Linked DNA regions of Sus scrofa: region 1 is linked to region 2. A link is a contact called in public HiChIP or PLAC-seq data. All regions are on one chromosome and are shown on one strand. Each heading gives the region's core, a stretch centred on a gene start, on an enhancer-like site or on the middle of the called end of the contact. The rest is flanking DNA. Distances are from core to core; before and after follow the strand shown. Region 1 holds the start of FAM174A (membrane protein FAM174A). Region 2 holds the start of ST8SIA4 (ST8 alpha-N-acetyl-neuraminide alpha-2,8-sialyltransferase 4).

Evidence for each region. HiChIP or PLAC-seq counts read pairs in DNA pulled down with a chosen protein or histone mark.
Region 1: an H3K27ac HiChIP or PLAC-seq map of alveolar macrophages shows a contact between it and region 2. The contact joins the promoter of FAM174A here to the promoter of ST8SIA4 in region 2. A contact is called at or near these places in 10 of 47 Hi-C or Micro-C datasets (alveolar macrophages, blood, brain and 6 more) and 2 of 2 datasets of contacts at active chromatin or transcription factors (alveolar macrophages and skeletal muscle).

Annotation. Positions count from the first base shown.
Region 1 is chr2:106,553,199-106,557,079 of Sscrofa11.1, forward strand. FAM174A (membrane protein FAM174A) reads left to right here and starts at 2,044. Exons shown (of 3, transcript XM_003123804.4): 1 at 2,044-2,726. The coding sequence starts at 2,290.
Region 2 is chr2:106,843,973-106,847,815 of Sscrofa11.1, forward strand. ST8SIA4 (ST8 alpha-N-acetyl-neuraminide alpha-2,8-sialyltransferase 4) reads right to left here and starts at 1,834. Exons shown (of 13, transcript NM_001037322.1): 1 at 1,433-1,834. The coding sequence starts at 1,545.

The DNA.
Region 1 (3,881 bases), core at 794-3,293, 290 kb before region 2:
AAACTTAGTTTGACAACTTGTCTTTTAAAAAGACATGTGTGCCCCCAAATTGTCATTTTATATTACACAAGCAAAATACAGTATTTTCTCCCAGGAAACCTGCTCCTAGTTTCATAATACTTTACAAATAATATGGTATTATGCAAAAACACAATAATTTGCTGGTACTTAAGACCCACAGCAATATAAAAATAATTCCTTTCCAGGAGCAGGTTACAGAAGAACTAATTAATGACAGAGTCATTAGATAAATGGAGAAAATTTAACAACATTTAGATTCAGGTGGTGAGGGAAAGCAGAGATTCTTAAACCTTAATGCAATTAAAAATCATCCTGTTAGCTTAATAAAATGCATACAGAGTCCACGTCCCCAGTCCCAAAAATTCTGGCTCAGGATTTCTGGAATAGTGACCTACAATCTGCATTTTTAACAAATCACATTTCTGATTCTGAATAGCTAAGAGTCACATTTGGAGAAAAACTAGAACATGATATGTTCTAATTAATTTGGAACCATTAGTTTGATTTTGCTACTTCAGAATTATTTGGCGCTTTGCATGGCTCAGTTACTGACAAGGATTGTTGCAGGTGGGAAGCAAAGGTAAAGGATGACTCCAAGATTTTATGCCTTAACACCTGAATGAAGAATAATGCCATTAATCAAGATGAGGAACACAACAGTAAAATGAGAAATTGTAAGAAAGGAAAGATGATGCACTTTTTTTTTTTTTTTTTTTTTTGGCTTTCAATGAGTTAATTACTGGACTTTTTTGAGAAGTAGAAGGAAGTGGCATTACATACTAACCCTATTCCATGTATGGCTTTGAATAAGGTTGTTAATAAAGGAGACAGGAAACCCAAGGAGCCACCTCATTACTGAAAATGCCCAGGTAGGAAGCTAAAATTGGGGTGTGTCACCAATGGATTTCCTCACACTAGAACCCAGCATTAAGACACCGAGGCCTTGTAATTCTACACTGCAGAAGCAACTGCATTACTCTGTCACCCTGAAGCAGGCAGAAGACACTATCCTGTCCACCTTATCTACAAAAATCCTTTAGAAAAATTTTATTGTAGATTCTATACCTGTTATTTACGACACACTTCCAAATTCAGAATGAATGCAACTGTTCATTGTGTTATCTCCATTTGAACCTAAGTGCTATAAGAGCAAGGACCATGTCCTACTCCTCTACTATTCAGTACTCAGACACAGTGCTAAGCAAGGAGTGAAATATCTGAACAATGCTAAATGAATAATTTTTTTAAAAAACAAATACTAACTTCAACTTCTGGTCTGGTGTTTTGTTTGTATGTTTGCATCTGCTCAAATCAAAGTTCCACGTCACTGATGTCAACGTTAAACAGGCAAAGAAAACTTTATTCAACATTATTGCAACAGAGGAGAGAGGCCAGGACTCTGATCTCAACTCACCAAAAAGTAACAAAAAACTTAAGAGATTTAAGAACAGGGAGCACCTCAGGCCAATTATGATTACTAAATGAAATTACCCAAGAGAAAAGTAAATTTTTCTTTCAGCTTCCTGACAGGAGATAGTTCTACAACTCTGAACAAGGTGCCCCCCTAAATTAGGCTCCTACCCTTCCACAGAGACTGGGAGCTAGTGCTATCTTTGTTGACATTTCAAAAGGATGGCTCCTAATTCTTTAATAAAGAGCCCTGGATATTAACACCACCAATACCGTTTTAAAGATTTATATTTCAAAAACACAGAAAATAAATGCACAGTTACAAGTTTTCTAACATCAATGCTCTAAGGAAGAAAGCCGTATAAAATTTGTACCTGAGCTGAGGGAAACGTCAAAGCGGTCTTAATAAACAATAAGCTGCATATCTGCAGTTTTGCACAAACGAACTCAAATTAGGAGCTTCCAATCTCTTAAAGTATTTTCATGCAAAGTGTTGCTGCACATTTTACACTACTCTCTTTTGTTTACTTTGTTACTAGGGAACCAACCACAGAGGGTTTCCCCTGGCCCGCAGGCAGGGTGCCTGCGCTAGTGGCCTTGCGCGCCTGACGTCACTAAAGGCGCCGTCCCTGGCATGTTAGCAACCGAAAGCGTCCCTAGTAGCAGGGCTGCTGAGATGTACGAACTTCCGGTTCTCCCGGCAGCTGCAGCAGCTGCCGCCTGTGCCACCTGCTGCGGCGGGCCTTAGCCCGGGATTTGGTCACCCTTTCTTCGTTCTTCGCTGCTCCCATGGTCCCACCTGGAGCCAGGGCGGTGGGCCCCGAAGCTCCCACGTGGTGAGAGGGCCGTCCGGGGACGATGAAGGCAACGCACTATCGCTGCTGCCTCAGCCACCTCCTCGCCTCCGCCCTCCTGCTGTTGCTACTACTGCCAGAGTTGAGAGGGCCTTTGGCGGTGCTGCTGCAGGCGGCTGAGGCCGCGCAGGATCCCGGGCCTCCAGACCGTGGGCCGAGGACCCTGCAACCTCTGCCACCTGGCCCCACAGCTCCCCAGTCCCCAGGCCGCGCTCAGGCCGAAGCCACAGGACCACGGGGCGCAGAGGGCGGCAATGGCAGCTTTCCTGGGGCGGAGCTTGCTGCCGACCCAGGCGGGAAGGCGGGGGAAGAAGGCTCAGTGGGTGGCGTCCTTGCTGTGAGCCCTAACCCCAGCGACAAGCCCATGACCCAGCGGGCCCTGACCGTGTTGATGGTGGTGAGTGGTGCGGTGCTGGTGTACTTCGTCGTCAGGACGGTCAGGTGAGGCGAAGCCTCGATGAGCCTCCTTTGCAGGCCCAGTGAGTGACCTGGCATTGCCCTCTCCCCGCCCCCAGTATCATGGGTGCAGACCTGTGATAACTGTCTTAAAAACCTGTGGTACCTTTGGGAGAATTTAGACCACCAAGTGTTTCTCTCTTTCATTTATAAATTATAAATTAGTACCCAATTTCTAAATCAATATTTATATGAGTAACTGAATGGTAATACGGAATGATCTTATTATAGTATTTTATAAAATGTAAAAGAAGAAAAGTTCTTTTAGCAGCAGTTTCTTAGTGTTGGCTTTTAATCCGTCACCTTAATAATTTTCTTGTACCATATGAAGTTTTATACATTCCACCTTTTTTGATCTGGGAAAGTGAAAATTTGGTATGACAGTCACTAATAGTGACTAATAGTCACTGATATGACTTTGTCATAGTCACTATTAGAAACATCTAGGTATTCATTTTGCATGCCACAAAGTAATCCAAAGCGAAGTGTTACTAGTTGCATGATAAGATGGAAAACTGTTACCTATGCATCAAAGGGGAAAAAAATGTCATAAATATGATCTAGTTTTAATATTGGAACGTATGCTTAATATCCTAACAAAACTAAGTATATCTGATTTTAAATTTACAAAAATTTGAATTAGTAAATCAAATTAGTAAATTTGATATTTCACACACAAAAAAACCTTTCTAAAATGAAGTCATCTATAAATAGCAATCCCAAATCATTCAGAAGTTTAATTTTCAAAATGAGTATTTTTGAGCCTATTCCTACTACAGAATGTTAGATTGTAGAATTATCTGAATTTCAGATTCCATACAGATATGGACACTTAATGACATCTTTCACTTTACATATGATGAAACTGACCCAGAAGGGTAAAGTGATTTAACTGGTGTCCTGAGGGATCTAATAATCTTCTGTGATTGTACAATCCACTGTTTGCTTTGTTTGAATTTTTTTTTTCCATTAGCACAGTTTCTATATCTTAACCTATGATCAACCTTTTGATTAAGTAAACCAGGTTATTATGTTGTACCAGGTTATGAATAAATGTAGATGACTGTCACTTATTTTTCTACTCCCCTTAATGCCTTATCAAGTAGAAAAGGAATTAAAAATTCCTATTAGTGATATTGT
Region 2 (3,843 bases), core at 584-3,083:
ACCCCCGCGCCCCAACCTCCGCCTCTCCCCCACGCGCCGGATCACCACCTTCCTAAAGACCCCTTTGTCTGCCTGGGAAGCACAGATCTACCGGGTATGCCCACTCCCCCACCCAGAGTCCTTCTTTTCTGACAATCGAGCTAAGCTGAATTCTCAACCCACCCACTCCCTGTGTTAACGACCTCATACAGTTTGGCATTTTCCCTCGAAAATAGACCATTTAGAGATTTGTTGATGCATACCAATCAACCAGCCCATACCGTATTACCTTCTTCATTCTCTTCCAGTCCCTTTCGATTGTCTTAACTTAATCTATAAAATAACAATTTCTTCTGTAAGGATGAGCTAAGAGTCTTGCTCACCTAAATTCTCATTACTCAGGGAGGAGCAGGAATATTAAGAAATGGAGTGCCTGAAGTTTGTGTGTGTGTGTGTGTGTGTGTGTACGCGCACACACGTTTTGGCAGTCCTCTGCCCACCCCCACGCCCCAGAACACAATGGCAAGGGTTCTATCCCCGTTTTCATAAATGTCATCTTTGCCAGCGTGCAGTTTCTGATGGCGATAGCGGACGCCTCGGGATGAGGGAGGATTTCCGAAACAGGACTTTGTACAGAGTTGACAACCGGGTTCACATCCTCAGAAAACGCTTCCAAGCTATGTAAGCAACACAGAGTTACAGCCACCTCCTGGGTAAACTTCAAAGATACAGAGGCCAAAGGGAGGGAGGAAGGAAGTGTGATATTTAGAGAACTTACTGAGGTGGAGGAAGAGTCTGAACTCATCTAGACAAACTAAAGAAAGAGCAGAAATATAGTCTGTGTGAAGCTACAGTTCCCAGTTTCCAAAACTGTAACCATGACGCCCATGCGTTTTACCCACGGAGAGCAAATAAGGAAGTATGGTTGCTTGTGTCGGAGTTTCTAATTCGAATTATGATACACAGATCTACCCAACGCCAAAGAATTGTAAAGAAACAGAGACACATTTCCTGCTTTCTGGGCTTTAATTAACTTCAGCCTTTCAGGAAGCCAGCTTTTTCTAGTTATCTCCCTACCGTGATGGGGCAGGAAAGAAGGAAGGACAATCAGATGGTGAATAAAGACATCTCGATTGAGTTTTGCCTTGGGATTAAAAGGGCAAGGACACCCGTTCTTTGTTGACACTTCTGCAATGACTTGGGCTTATGAGCCCTGGCAGCACCAATACAACCGTCACTATCGCCGCACAGGGCAAGTTGAACTCATACTGGGAACCCACGTAGAGAGCATACACACCTCAACCACAGCCTTTGTTATTTAATTCATGAGACTAAACATTCAGAAGCTGACCCCAACGCACATAATACCCCAACCCTCACTCTATCGTCTATATTCACATTTCATTTATGGCTTGACTTTTTGACATATCCTAAAATGAAGCTTTGCATTTACCCGATGAGTTGCGTCTCCTGGTGCTCCTCAGTTCTTGCTATTTCTTTTGTCTTATAAAAGATCAGGAGCAGACTTATCGTGCAGATCGTCCACCTCTTCCTAATGGAGCGCATCTTGGGTGCCCGGGAAAGTCCTGGTTGCCCCAGCTCCCTCACCTTCTCTTCATATAAAGGCTCCGTTTTGGGGAGATGTAGTCACGGGGAAGGGGAATCTGTAAAACGCGAGGAGAGCGTGGAGCCGGGATCTCAGGGGCAGGTCTCGAGGGTCCTCTGCAGCCCAGCCGAGCTCCCGCTGGTCCTCGAGCAGTGCCCAGCGCACTCCCTCGCGGTTCCCGCCAGCCCTGCCCCGGTCGCTCCGCGCCGCCTCCCTGGGGCTCAGGTTTCTTTTCCGAAGAGACACCTTGTGCATGGGAGGTGGCGGCCGCTTCTGCAGCTGGGTTCGGGGGCGTCACTGGCCCTTCCCTTTTTCTAGCAGGGAAATGATGAGCAAAACCAGCCAATCACGGGACTGAGGGGGCGGAGGCTGCTGCTGCCTTGCGTTGCTGGCTGCTGCTAGGAGAGTAACGTCGCTGGCGCTGTCTGCACTGTGCTGGGAGAGGAAGCTCACAAGCTCACAGTCGTGTGTATACACACACACACACTCGCACGCATCAGGACTCGCATACCGTGGGAAGAGCAGTAGGAGGAAGTCAGGTCGCTCTCTCGGGACACCAAAGCGTTAGCTCTGTGCACAAGGAAGCACCGAGATAGTCCGTCCGCACCAGCGTGGAGAGGATACCTCTGCTGGTGACAGATCAGAGACGCGTCCTGCTCAGATAGAGCTTGGAGTGGGTAGCAAGAGGTGTAGCTTCTTCCACGCGTCTTTGCTAAATATACACACACTCGCACAAACAGGCGCGTGCACACACGCAAATGCGCGCCCTCCCAAGTAGAATGAATGGGGGAGGGAGGGGGGAGGAGTTGGAGAACGTTTTATATTCCGTGCACAGCTTAATCTGGAAAGTACAAATACACACATGAGCGGATTAGTCGATCGCCCACTCGGTGTGGGTGGTGGATGACCACCCGACTCAGAATCTTGCAGGAAACAAGTGATAACAGAGGTGTCATTAGGAACTTTGTGGATATTTATGTGACTCTCATTCATTGCCATTTGGAAACTCCTCACTCAGGAGTCAAGGAAACTCCAACCCTACTTAAACTTCACTGAAGAGAGAGAGGATTCTGAGAAAAGCAGGACCATGTTTTTAAACCCAAGTACACCTATACTCAGGAAGGAAGGAGGGAGGGAAGAAAGAAGGAAAGAAGGAGGAGCAAGCTGTTCTACAAAGTCTCAATGTGTCTTTAATCTGATTCTCACTCTCTTCTTCCCTCTCCTGTTTCTGTTTGCTTAGTTGGTTGGTTTTTATTTTTTACCTCTACTGTATTTAATGGGAGGGACACTTTCCCAGTCTTAGAGTCTTGATCAGAATACCTCTCCATGTCTATGGTCCTCACTCTCCTCACCCAGAGTGCTTGCTGCACTGGGTTGTACCAGTCCTGGTTTGACTTTTACCTCTGAGCTGATGGAGGCACCGCTCAGGAGAAATAATGCCTGGAAGCCAGGAGTTTCCCCCATCAATTTGAGCAGGTCCCAAGTTCTCTGCCTCCCCCTTCCTCACAGAGATTCTCTAAATTACATCACTTGTTCCTTCAGGTTGAGCAGTGTCTGCAGCTGTGGACCCCTGAGGTTTACACCTCCCTGAGCCAGTAATGTAAGGGTGAGGCTCCCTATCAACTCTCTGCTGGAGGGAGAAAAAGGTGGTTATTCTGAGTTTCTAGTCCTTTGACAGCTTAAAATAACAAGGATAATAGCCAAATCCTCTCCTTAAAAACCCAAGATGCCTGGCAATATTTGCCATTCTTCCCCTAAGATTTAGAAAGTGAAGAACCTCTCTGGTCTCCAGCCTCCTATTCGCAGTGGAGCAAATAGGAGGTTGGGTTTAAAATGCTCAAAGGAGCAAGTAATTATGAACCTTTATTGACACTACAAGTGGCCCACCGGGAGCCTTTCGAGTTTATTGATATCTAGGCAAATCCTGCCTGCATTAATGCATATCTATCACACAGACTTCTCAACAGGCAGAAACTCCGAGAATAAAACAGCTTCTTATTTATGTTAAAAGGGACTGGGATGCGGAGGGGGTGGGCAGTACATGGTTAGTATGCTAACTTCTCTAGGTTAACTTTTTATTTTATTTTTTTTTATTTTTGTCTTTTGTCTTTTTAGGGCTGCACCCACAGCATATGGAGGTTCCTAGGCTAGGGGTCAAATCTGACCTGTAGCTGCCGTCCTACGCCACAGCAACAGCAACATAGGATCCAAGCTGTGTCACAACCTACACCACAGCTCACAGCAACGCCAGAACCTTA